Linked DNA regions of Rattus norvegicus: region 1 is linked to region 2. Evidence: chromatin contacts called from public Hi-C data. All regions are on one chromosome and are shown on one strand. Each heading gives the region's core, a stretch centred on a gene start, on an enhancer-like site or on the middle of the called end of the contact. The rest is flanking DNA. Distances are from core to core; before and after follow the strand shown.

The links. Hi-C and Micro-C count contacts between places; a contact is called where the count stands out from the background.
Region 1: a Hi-C map of liver shows a contact between it and region 2, with 4 times the contacts expected there. The contact joins the promoter of Adtrp here to the promoter of Edn1 in region 2. A contact is called at or near these places in 2 of 12 Hi-C or Micro-C datasets (kidney and liver).

The regions. Positions count from the first base shown.
Region 1 is chr17:23,132,809-23,139,290 of GRCr8, reverse strand. Adtrp (androgen-dependent TFPI-regulating protein) reads right to left here and starts at 3,482. Exons shown (of 7, transcript NM_001395610.1): 1 at 3,309-3,482; 2 at 2,471-2,732. The coding sequence starts at 2,623.
Region 2 is chr17:22,662,921-22,668,467 of GRCr8, reverse strand. Edn1 (endothelin 1) reads left to right here and starts at 1,781. Exons shown (of 5, transcript NM_012548.2): 1 at 1,781-2,033; 2 at 3,698-3,866; 3 at 5,178-5,336; 4 at 5,487-5,547. The coding sequence starts at 1,970.

The DNA of each region.
Region 1 (6,482 bases), core at 2,233-4,732, 470 kb before region 2:
TCCTCTGATGCAAAGTAATCAGAATTAGGAAGGAGACAGCAGGAAGTTTGGGGAGGGAGAGGTGCGTCCAACGGAAGGAAAAGCCAATGGGATGTGATTTGATGGCTAATTCACCAGGAAGGCAAAAAAGGGAATGACACTGGAATAAGATTTGGGCCCAGGAGACGCTCACGAGGTAGATGATTGCTGCTCGCCCTGACTTCCTGAGTTCAAGCTCAGGGCCCAGACGGTGGAAGGAGAGAGCTGACTCCTCTGACCTCGACCCATGCATTGTGACCCTAACACATACACACATACATACATGCACACAAAATAGATGAAAGTATTATAATTTTTTTTCTTTTTGCCAGGAGACAGAATATGTGACATCAGAAGCCTGAAGAGGTCAGGGAGGTGGCTTATGGAGCTTTGTGATCAATCTGTCCTGTTGCAGAGTTACAGGAAATAGAATGCCCAGAGAGGAGCCTGCCTTTGATTAGTAGATTAAAGTCACCCCCAGTTTATGCAACGGAGATTAAAAATACCTCATGGTTTTATATGTATAGTGCTCTTAGAACACCACAAAATCAGTCTTTGTTTTCTTTTTTAATGAGTCAACTTTTTCCCTCATAAAAATCTCAAGACGGAAACAGTCACCTTGACACTTTCTAGCACAAGAGAGCTGTGTCCAGAGCTTAAACTATCCAGGCTAATACCCAGAGGAGAGCACAAGGCCAGAGGGAAGGGGATAGGGCCTCAAGGGGGCTCTTCAACCTGAGCTCCACATCTCCAGCCTGACATTTCAGCACCTCGCCATCCTTTCTGACCATGCTTCGGCTCTGGTCGCAAAATGAGGATTGTGGTTCTGAAGATTCTGAGGGATTCACACATTCTGATTCCGGGGCCTGAGAGATAACAGGGCAGCAGCTGAGGGTACCGTTCTGCTCTTTCACAGAACCCAGCACCCACTTGACAGCTCACCTCTAACTCTAGTACCGGGAGATCTGGCGCCCCCTTCTGGCCTCCACAGGCACCAGGCACACATATGGGAGACACATGCACATAGGCGATGCAAGAAAAACTCTCATGCCCATAAAGTCAAAATAAAAATAAATCTTGAGAACAGGAAATATTTTGCAGCTTCCTGACACCAGGTAATTTTACAACTGGGTATATTTTATTTTAAATTTACATTTACTAATTTATTTATTTATTTACCTATTTTTGATTTTTGAGACAAGTTTCTATGTATACCTCTGTCTATCCTGGAACTCACTCTGTAGACCAGGCTGGTCTCAAACTCAGAGATCCTCTGCCTCTGCCCCTCTGCCCCTCTGCCCCTCTGCCCCTCTGCCCCTCTGCCCCTCTGCCCCTCTGCCCCTCTGCCCCTCTGCCCCTCTGCCCCTCTTTCCCTCAGCCCTTCTGCCCCTCTGCCCCTCTGTCCCTCTGCCCCTCTGCCCCTCTGCACCTCTGTTCCTGCCTCTGCAGGGGTTAATGGCTACCACCACCACCACCCTGCAGAACTGTGTATTTTAGCAACAACAACAAAAATTCAGATGTCAATCCTCATGTCTGAAGGATGTTCCATTTTTAGTTTTTAACTTTAAAAGTATATTCCTAAAATACTTTTTAAAAAAGATTTATTTATTTAATTTATTTGTTTGTTTATTTATTTATTTATTTATTTATTTATTTATTTATTATGAATGTTCTGCCTGAATATATGCCCATATGCCAGTAGAGGGCACCAAGATCCCATTACAGATGGTTGTGAGCCACCACATGGTTGCTGGGAATTGAACTCAGGACCTCTGGAAGAGCAGTCAGCGCTCTCAACCGCTGAGCCATCTCTCCAGCCCCCTAAAATACTTTTTTCAAGGCAGTTTTCTTCAACTCATCCAGACTTTGTCCATTAGCACAAGGTCAGCCAGGTTAGGAAGACATCAGGGAATTAAGCTATAAGTTTGGTTTTCACTTTGCTTTATCTGTAATAGCTGAAACTGTGCACTGGCTGTTGGCTCGGGTGATCTCTCCTCTCAGATGAAACTTGAGCCTATAAAAAATCATGGTGGGAGAGGAAGGTGGCAAAATGTGTTTGCTTTTCTTGGATAAATCTGTGAGTCGGTGTGTGCTGTCAAATAACATTACTCCTCCACTGGGAGTCACACTTCCTACTCAACATTCGACACTGCCTTCTTCTCACAGACGTTCCCGAGCAAGGTTCAAAAATCTCTCCTGTGTTTTGTACTCAAGCCTGTGGTCCCCTAGTTGGGCTCCAAGAGTCTTTGTAAAAGAGTATTTAATAGTTAGACACCCCAGGAGCTACGGAGAGTCTCCAAATTACTAGTGATCAGGGGAAGCCCAAAACTCACCAATCATGAAGAAGGAAGACGTACGGGGGTGGGGGGCTTGTGCTCAGTAAAGTGGTGTGTGGGAAAACTCTCCCGTTAGTGATCAGAACTCGGTTCTAGACGTGGAGAAATGAACTTACCAGATTCAGGAGTGTCAAGTACTTGGACCGTCCACCGTCATGGAATTCCTTTAGTTTCTCCTCATCCTTTCCAATCTGTGGGATGTAATAATTGAGGAAAATGTACCAGTTCAAAACAACGAAGTGATACAAGCAAGTAGTTGTTTTCGTCATGGTTTCCGTGGATCAGAACGATGACGACGACGACGAAGGTGGTGGCGGTGTACCTGCTCTGCTCTCACTCGGTCCTGGGAGTCACAGCTGCACTCTGTTCACACCGGAGCTGCAGAAACAAAGCCCTCTGGGGATGAGCATTTCAACACAGGCTGGACTTTGCTTCGCTCTGAGGCACCTTTCCTCACAAGTACGGAATTCAGAGATATCCACGTTTAGATAACTTGACAGTTTGCACCCATTTCAAAACAGGGCTTTGAGGAGAGCAAGGAAGTTGCACTTTGAACAGAGGGCTTAGCCTGCTAAAGAACCGGTTACAGATGCCATCTAGGTAAAAGGTCATGCCTCTGTTCTTTTTTCATTTGGCTGAAAGGTCAGAGTTAGGTAGCAACAGCGTCCCAGCAAAGAAGGGGAGGGTCCTTTTAAACCAGGAAGTACAGACTTGGATGTGTTTATAGCCGGAAGAAAGGAAATAGGGTGTAGTCATTCTACTTGTGAAATCTCTGAGGCCTTTTCAAGCTTGAGAAAAGCCTTTGATCCTCTGAGAACAGGCTCAAAGGAGTCTGGGTCTGCCCGCTCCCCTTACACTACAGAAAGGTGTCCAGACATTTCATCCGCCCTGCATTTGTTCCCGGAGGGAAGAAGCATAAGGAGAGAGACATCCACCGCTGGCAAGCCATCATACCTGAGTGTAGACATGGTTGGTCGTGGGTATATGTCAGGGGTAGCAAGGGCCTCTGTACTGCGCTGGGGAGTACAAGACATAATTGGATTGGGAGAGAAAAGGACAGGTCCCTACCTCCACCTGTGCAGAAGGGGACTTAAGGAGAACTGCAAGCGTCATGCCTTGTGACATCACTGGTTTGTTTCCCTGGGCAACTCGGAGGGGTGAGCAAATTCTTTGAGAAATGCCCCTGGAGGCATTAGGGAAGTCTGCAGTTGACGTTATTCACCATTTCCCCAGGGCTTAGAAGAACTGAGAGAGAGAGCCATAAGGAGCTATGGGAACCCAAATAAAGCCAGAACATGACTCTCTCCCTCTGAAAAGTCAACTGGACCAAACATTCAGACTCATAGGCCGGAGGAGGACAGTGGCCCTGAGCCAGCAGGCCTGCAGGGTAACCGCTTCCCAGTCTGTCGGAAATGTTGTACCAAAATATTACACAGTTGTACGCTTATAAACAAGAAATTTTATTTATCCTATTTTTAGAGGCTAGCATTTTTAAGACCGGGGTGCTGGCAAGTTTGGTGTCTGGTAAGGGTTTGTTTTCTACTTAACACAGATAATCCTGTCACCATGACCTCTCATGGGAAAGAAACAGAACAGTTCCTTTGGGCACCTTTGGGGCCAGAATCCTGAGAAGGCTCTGTCTTTATGTCCCCAGGACTTGTCTATAGCCGTACCTGTGACTAATATCATCAACTCAGAGAGTTAGGATTTCACTCTATGAATTTGGCAAAGGCACACACACTTAAAACAGAAAACCATTCACTACGGAGAGAGCAATCCAGGACATGGAAGCAATGCTGGCTAGGGCTAAAACTGCAAATAACAATAGTGTCTCCTGCTTCTCCAGCACTGTGGCTAAGCATGGCTCTGAGCGGTTTACTAATGTTGGTTCTCTGAACACTAAAGATCATAACGATGTTAGGGCCAAAATGACATGCCCAGCTATAGACTGTGGGCATCTTTATTGACTGTACTTGTTGATTTTGTGTGTCAACTTGACACAGGCTGGAATTATCACAGAGAAAGGAGCCCCGGTTGAGGAAATGCCTTCATGAGACCCAGTTGTAAGGCATTTTCTCAATTAGTGATCAAGGGTGTGAGGGCTCATTGTGGGTGGTGCTATCCCTGGGCTGGTAGTTCTGGGTTCTATAAGAAAGCAAGCTGAGCAAGCCAGGGAAAGCAATCCATGGCCCCTGCATCAGCTCCTGCCTCCAAGTTCCTGCCCTGTGTGAGTTCCTGTCCTGACTTCCTTTGGTGACGAAGCAATGAGGAAGTGTAAGTTGAATAAACCCTTTCCTCCCCAACTTGCTTCTTGGTCCTGATGTTTTGTGCAGGAATAGAAACCCTGGCTAGGACATTGACCAATCAGAAATACTTGGGAGGGCAAAGTTACATGGCATCATTTGGAGCACGTGAGACTTTCCCTAAGGTAAGCCAGGGTTTAGCATTACAATACATAGCAACAGACCAGCCCTCAACGATAAATATCCCTGGATGAATGACCAGAGCCGCTTTCATTTCATATCTGTCCCCAGCAATGACATCAGGTGGAGTTTTTGCCACTTTTGTTGTTGATTTATCTGATTTTTTGTTGTTGCTGCTGCTGTTGGTTTTTAATTTGTGAAATAGACCCAGGTTGTCCCAGAACTCCTGTACTTAAGGACGATTGTAAACTTTTTAAATGTGTGTTGCGGGGAACTACACTTGTGTACACAGGGTATCTCCATTTGTACACATGTGTGTTGGAGACCAGAGGACAATCTATTTTTTTTTTCTTTTTCTTTTTTTCGGAGCTGGGGACCGAACCCAGGGCCTTGCGCTTGCTAGGCAAGCGCTCTACCACTGAGCTAAATTCCCAACCCCCAGAGGACAATCTTAAATGCCATCCTTTAGAACAATGGTTTTCAACCTGTGGGTTGTGATCCCTTTTGGGGGTTGGGTCAAAGAACCCTTTCACAGTGGTCATATATCAGGTGTCTGGCATACCAGATATTTATCTTATGATTCATAAAAGCAGCAAAAGTACAGTTATGAAGTAATTAAATATAATTTAATAAAAACAATTTTGTGGTCAGGGGGTGGGGTGGGGGGTCACCAGAACATGAGGAACGCATTAAAAGGTCACCGCATTAGGAAGGTTGAGAACCGCTGTTCTAGAAACATACCTACCTGATTTGGGTCAAGGTCTCTCATTTGGCCTGGAACTCATGTATTAGGCTAGACTGGGTGGTCAGTGAACTCTCAGAGTCCTCTTGTCTCCATTGAATGGGAGAAAAATGAAAAGAGACCATGATTACTCCTAAGGAGTTGAGGTTTCCATTATAATGTAATGGAGAACACAGTCAGAGGTGTTTGGGGGAGTCCAGAATGAACATAGCCAGCAAACTGAACCAGGCCATGTGAGGAAACAAGTTGGGGAGGGGGGAAGGGGAGAACCAGGAATCAAGAGACCAGGAGGACAGCAACCAAGAGTAGCCACCAAAAGGCAAAGTGACTTACAAAGGCTGGTGACCAAAAATGTCTGACTCCACCATTTCTCTGGGGTGGAGAAATTTAAGGTAGGGTCTCAGGTATGCCATCCAGGAAGACTCTACAGCAAGTAGGGATTGGGGGATGTTGGGAGAACCTGACAGCTAGTATCAGATATGTCAATAAACACCTCAGTTAATTGTTTGTCTCAGGTTTGAGACCTAACATCCATATCCCCAGTTCTAGGATAGCATAGTCATGTCCCATCATCCCTAACATTTGTATGTGGGTGCTAGGGACTGAGTCCCTGTTCTTTCTGAGCAAGCACTTTACCAACTGAGCCATCTCCCAGGCTGACCTTGACTGTCGGGACTTCTGATCAACCTGTCTCAAGCTCCTAAGTGCTAGATTTATAGGCTGCCACTCCTAATTCAGTGTTCAGTGTTAGAGATCAAACCTAGGGCTTCATGATGCTGGGTAAGGACTCTGATAACTAGTTCCCATCCAGGGTCTGGGAGTACTTTAACAAGCAATAAATGGTACCACTTTTGAACTAACACAGGTCTAGTCTGTTCTTTGCCTGCATGCCCCCTTTCATCAAGAATTAGAAGCTACATTTTATAGAGAGGAGAAAGGAAAGAACTAAACTGTATTTTTAAA
Region 2 (5,547 bases), core at 532-3,031:
CTCAGTGACCTAAAGCTGCTGCTGTGTTGTCTCCCCTACCGAGATTTCCAGAGAGCTCACTAGGCCTAAGCATGTCCCTGTCCACAGCTTGGGAATCGCTATCAAATCTGCCTTTTGATTGTAGAGTTGAAGAGCTAAATGAATAGTTGCGTGGGGTGGGTCCCTGTGTGGGTCCCGTGTTAGAAGTGAGTCTCTCTTGGCATCTACTCCCAGGGAAAATCGGAGTAGAACAAGAGGGATGAAAGAGGGACCTTTGCGGTGGCATCCTCACATCTTGATTTAGATCCTTTATAGGGAAACCATTGAGTGGATCCCGCGTGTTGTTTCCAGCTTTTGGGCATTCTGGGGGGTCCTCCCTCTTCCTCCCTTGAAAAGTGAAGCTTATTGAAAAAGTCAATGTGCTTTATGTGTGTTTTGCTTTATTCATGAAGACATGTTGTCACTTGTACCTTAATAACCCATGGGCACCCGGGGGAGGGAGCATTTCATGGCAAAATAGACAGGAAACTGTTTGGAAAACGTAAACACGTTATTAAACGGTGAGGTATGATCTGATCCACTTACTCAGTCAGCATAGGCAGTCCTCCCCTCCCCACGCTCTCCCTGTAGCTTCCTAATCAGGCACAGGACACTGGTTCGCCCCAGTGTGCAAGCAAAGTGGGGCGGAGGAGACTGGGAAGTCAGGGAAGGGAATAATGGAATGCCCTGAAGTCACCTCTCCTTTCGTCTGTGAGGCGCCCTTCTCTGCCCGGCCGCGGCTTGTTGCTAATCATTTAGAAGCCAAGGCTTTAATTGTTTTATCTTACTAAAGCACAAGCCCCTGCAGCTCTTCGTCTCCCCCTGGTGTTCGTTCCTGCCATTTCTCAAGATTCTTCCCGATAGCGCGCGCGCGCGCGGGGGGTGGGGGGGGGTGGGGGGTGCAATTCCCAGGGAGAGGCTGGGCACAGGAAATTTTGGAGGGGGGAGAGAGTGGGGGGGTCCTTCTGATCGGCGATACTAGGATGTGCCTGACGAAACCATATTGCTGTTGTTATCATTGTTCCTTAGTTTTCCCTCCTTGCTAGCTCCTGACGGAATCCTTCGCACCTCCGTTGCGAAGAACTTCAGTTTAAAAAAGACTTGGGGGAGTTTGGAAAAGTAAGCTGATCTCCCTAAATAATCTGGTCTTCCTCCCGCCCCCACCCCAAGTAGCAGGGAGTGAAGAACGAAGAGGGGGATCCTCCCCTGGTTTGAATCCAACTAAGAAATCAGAAAGACATAAAAGGAAAATCAAGTGAACAATGATCAGCCCCACCCCCACCCCACCCCCCGCGCGCACAATACAATCTATTTAATTGTACTTCATACTTTTCATTCCAATGGGGTGACTTTTCTTCTGGAGAACCTCTTGATTCTTGAACTCTGGGGCTGGCAGCTAGCAAAAGGGGAAGCGGGCTGCCGCTCGGTGCAGGTTTTGCAGAGGTCTCTGTCCAGTGGGTGTTTTCTTTTTCTTAGCCCTGCCCCTGGATTGTCAGACGGCGGGCGTCTGCCTCTGAAGTTAGCCGTGATTTCCTCTAGAGCCGGGTCTTATCTCCGGCTGCACGTTGCCTGTGGGTGACTAATCACACAATAACATTGTTTAGGGCTGGAATAAAGTCGGAGCTGTTTACCCCCACTCTATAGGGGTTCAATATAAAAAGCCCGGCGGAGAGCTGTCCGAGCCAGACGCGTTCCAGCACTGGCGCTGAGAGCCTGACTGGGTCTGCTCCGCTTGTCCTCGAGCGCTGCCTCCCGGGCTGCCCGCGACGCTTTCGCTCCGGTGAAGGGGCCACTTTTTGAAGACCGCGCTGAGATCTCCAAAAGCCAGAGGCGATCAGAGCAACCAGACACCGTCCTCTTCGTTTTGCATTGAGTTCCATTTGCAACCGAGTTTTCTTTCTTTCTTTTTTTTTTCTTTTTTTCCCTCCTCTTCTTCTGATCCCTTTGCAGAATGGATTATTTTCCCGTGATCTTCTCTCTGCTGTTTGTGGCTTTCCAAGGAGCTCCAGAAACAGGTAGGTGCCACTTGCGAATCTTTCTGCTTCAGCGCAACGCCGTTCTCGCTTCTGTTTTCCACTTTTCTTTTTTCTTTCTGTCCTTTTTTTTTTTTTTTTAAATTACTGAAGCTGGAGCAGCAAGTGCCTTGCAATTACTTCTGTGTGCCAGCGAAAGGAATAAAACTCCTGTTTGAATACAACTGACTACAACCGAGTATCACATAGCTTTAAAATAACGTTGTAGCCGTATCGCTGAGTGGCTACAGCTGAGGCAAGGATATATTTGAAATACGTGTGTTTAGGGTTGCATGGTGCATTTAGGAGCTTATTCAAACGCTGTCTTGATAGTGTGCTAATGTGTAAAATACTAAAACACTCCAGCTTAAAGCCAAGGAATTTTATTCAGGTCATGCAGGCACAACGTGAGCAGTGAAATCACCTGCCGATCAACCGTGCGCTGAGTAACCCCGCAGGCGGTTTCAGGGCGAAGCACATGCTTTCTTTAAAATTTGTCACTATTGACTTAAGGTTTCATTTGGCAGGTTTTTGGCATCCTCAAACAGCCTGAGCTCTATTTCAGTAGTATTCACCTGTCCTGGGAAGGGAGCCGGGATCATTCCTGCCTGATTAAGGAATTAGACAGTATGGGCCGCTTCTGGTTCTTTCTCCTCCCATCCTGTTTTTTTAGGGTCAGTGCCTTCTTTTTGTCTTCACCTGACCCTAAGCAAAGAGAGAGGTTGTCAAAGGGATGAAAATCCTGGAATGTGTCTGATCGTTTGAAATGAACAAAATTGGGAAGAGAAAATGCACGACCAAATGGTCAATTGAAAGAGGCTAGCGATGCTGTGTTGGGCCAGAGGGAGGTGTCAAGTCCCACGCAAGCTGTGCGGCCCCAGGATTCTGAACCCAGAGTACTTCCCTGGCTCCCCTGAGCTGTACCTTCTCTTCCTTGAGTGGCCACTTATCTCCCACCTGCAGTGACTGTTGTAAAGTCAGTTTCTCTTCGGTGTCCAGGCATTTTCTGGAAGTTCTTGCTTTCTGCCTAACATAAAAAGGCACCCATATGCAACCTAGATCATTCTGTGCCCCTACACGAGCTGGAATGGGGTGGGTACCCCTAAGGAGGTTATCCTGAGTTGGGAACGTGGCTCCAAGGCTGCTAGGAATAGACGGTCTGTCTTATTTACTTGTGGCCACCAGCCAGCTTAATCTATGGGAGTTGTGCTAGTCTAAGTCTCAGGTATGGACTTCCTCAAAATTCCATTTTGAAGCGTCTTCAGAAGACTGGAAGAGTCCTTTCCTAGCTGTTTCTCTCTCTCTCTCTCTCTCTCTCTCTCTCTCTCTCTCTGTCTCTCTCTCTCTCTGTCTCTGTCTCTGTCTCTCTCTCTCTCTCTCTCTCTCTCTCTCTCTCTCTCTCTGTGTGTGTGTGTGTGTGTGTGTGTGTGTGTGTGTAATCTCCCTGCAGGTTGGATAAGCCAGCCAGGGTAAGGGTGAAGTCCTGTTAAGCACGGAGAACAAAGAAGTCTCTTTCTTTCTGTTTGTGTTTCTGGCTAAAGGCAGTTTTATGCCTTGTCTGCTTCTATTTGCGCTGCTAGATCTGGCCTGAATACTTGGATGCAGGTGCTTGCTCTGGACGCCTGAAGAGAGATTCCTACTAACCCGACCCTCTGTTCTCTTCACAGCTGTCTTGGGAGCAGAGCTCAGCCCCCGAGCTGAGAAGGAAGTGCAGAGCCCCCCTCCCAGCACATCCTGGAGACCCCGCAGGTCCAAGCGTTGCTCCTGCTCCTCCTTGATGGACAAGGAGTGTGTCTACTTCTGCCACCTGGACATCATCTGGGTCAACACTCCCGAGTGAGTCTCTAGAGGGCATTGTAGTCCTAGCCATCCTCTTACTGCTGGGGCTTTCTGGAGCTGGGAGACCCAGCTGGGGTTTCTGTTCTGGGAGGTTTCTGGGCTTTTGCATTTCTGAAGGCAAAAACGTGCCTCCCAGGGGGAACAGTGCTGACTGAGACAGATGAGCTTAGTGGTAGCCATGTAGGAGAGGGTCTTCTGAGAGGCTCAGAGTCACACTGCTTACTGTGGGATGAGGGCAAACAGGAAGGAATTGTGCATTTGAAGACAAGAAAGGGACGGAAGAACGTAGCGAGAGGCTCTCGATGTGGACTTAGGGATCAGTAGACCAGGTCCTATGGAGGGTAACATACCTATACTTCTCAGAGAGGCTCGCTGAATCTGTTCCAGACATACAGATGTAATAGGGAGTTATGACATATTTCCTTTCTTTTACTTATAGGAAAACTAAGAAACACAATGTTGAAGCCCCTTGCACAGGAATGAGCTGGGAGTAGGGCTAGAGCAGGGAACTGAGCTTCCTGTTTCTCTCTTTCGTCTTTAGAAAACTGTGATCCAAGGCAGAGCTCAGAACAGCGCCCATAGGTTTCTCTTGTACCTTCAGAGTGAACAGAGGCTGTTTTACCCTCAGCCCCCAACACTAGTCCACTCCTTAGGAGCAATCAGCAGAAAGAACAAACACATTTATTCTGTCTACAATGGCTGGCCAAGTTCCAAACCAAACCAGACCCAAACCACCGAGGACCTAATCCTTAGTAGTGTTTCTACCAAGGGGAGGACTCCGTTTCTTGTTGAGTGAATTGAAACGGACTCATTGCAAGTTATCGGAGAGCATTTTGACACTAAGTCCTTCACAGCCATTCAGTTTTACTGAACTCTAGAGCAATGTGCCAAGGTGCCATGCTCCACCAGGCAGCGTTGCCACACATGACTGAAGTAGAAAACCTTATGTTTTGGTGTTGCTGGAGTCCTTCTGTTTTCTGGCCCCATGACCCACTTGACACCAGAAAAGAAAGAAAGCACAAAGCAGAAACCCAAACAGAGGTTGTAATCTGGAACAAAACTGTGTCTAGATGAAATGGAATATTGTTAAGTATTGAAATAGAATTTCATTGATTCAGAAGGAAAGCTGATGTTTTCCCATTTAGGGGAAACATACACTGAGGACCACTGATGGGCAGACAGGCCAAATGGCTTCCGTACTTTGGTATCATGAGCTGTCCAAATGAATGCTCTCTGAATTGTAGGCCCAAGGAATTTGAAAGATTATTAAGTAGGCTAATATCTTTTCCTTCTCTCTTTCCATAACAGGCGCGTCGTCCCGTATGGACTAGGAAGCCCTTCTAGGTCTAAGCGATCCTTGAAAGACTTACTTCCCACAAAGACCACAGACCAAGGGAACAGATGCCAGTGTGCTCACCAAAAAGACAAGAAGTGCTGGAATTTCTGCCAAGCAGACAAAGAACTCCGGTGAGTGGAAGCCCCTTGGAGTTATCCAGCCTGCTGGCCTGCTCCCTCTCAGATGGTCTTTCACTTTAGAGAAAGGAGCAGAGACATGGACAGGCAAGGTGAATCTCAACAAGCCATCGCTAAAGTGGTTTTCCCTGTCTGTCTTCACAGAGCCCAAAGTACCATGCAGAAAGGCGTAAAAGACTTCAAGAAGGGAAAACCCTGTCCCAAG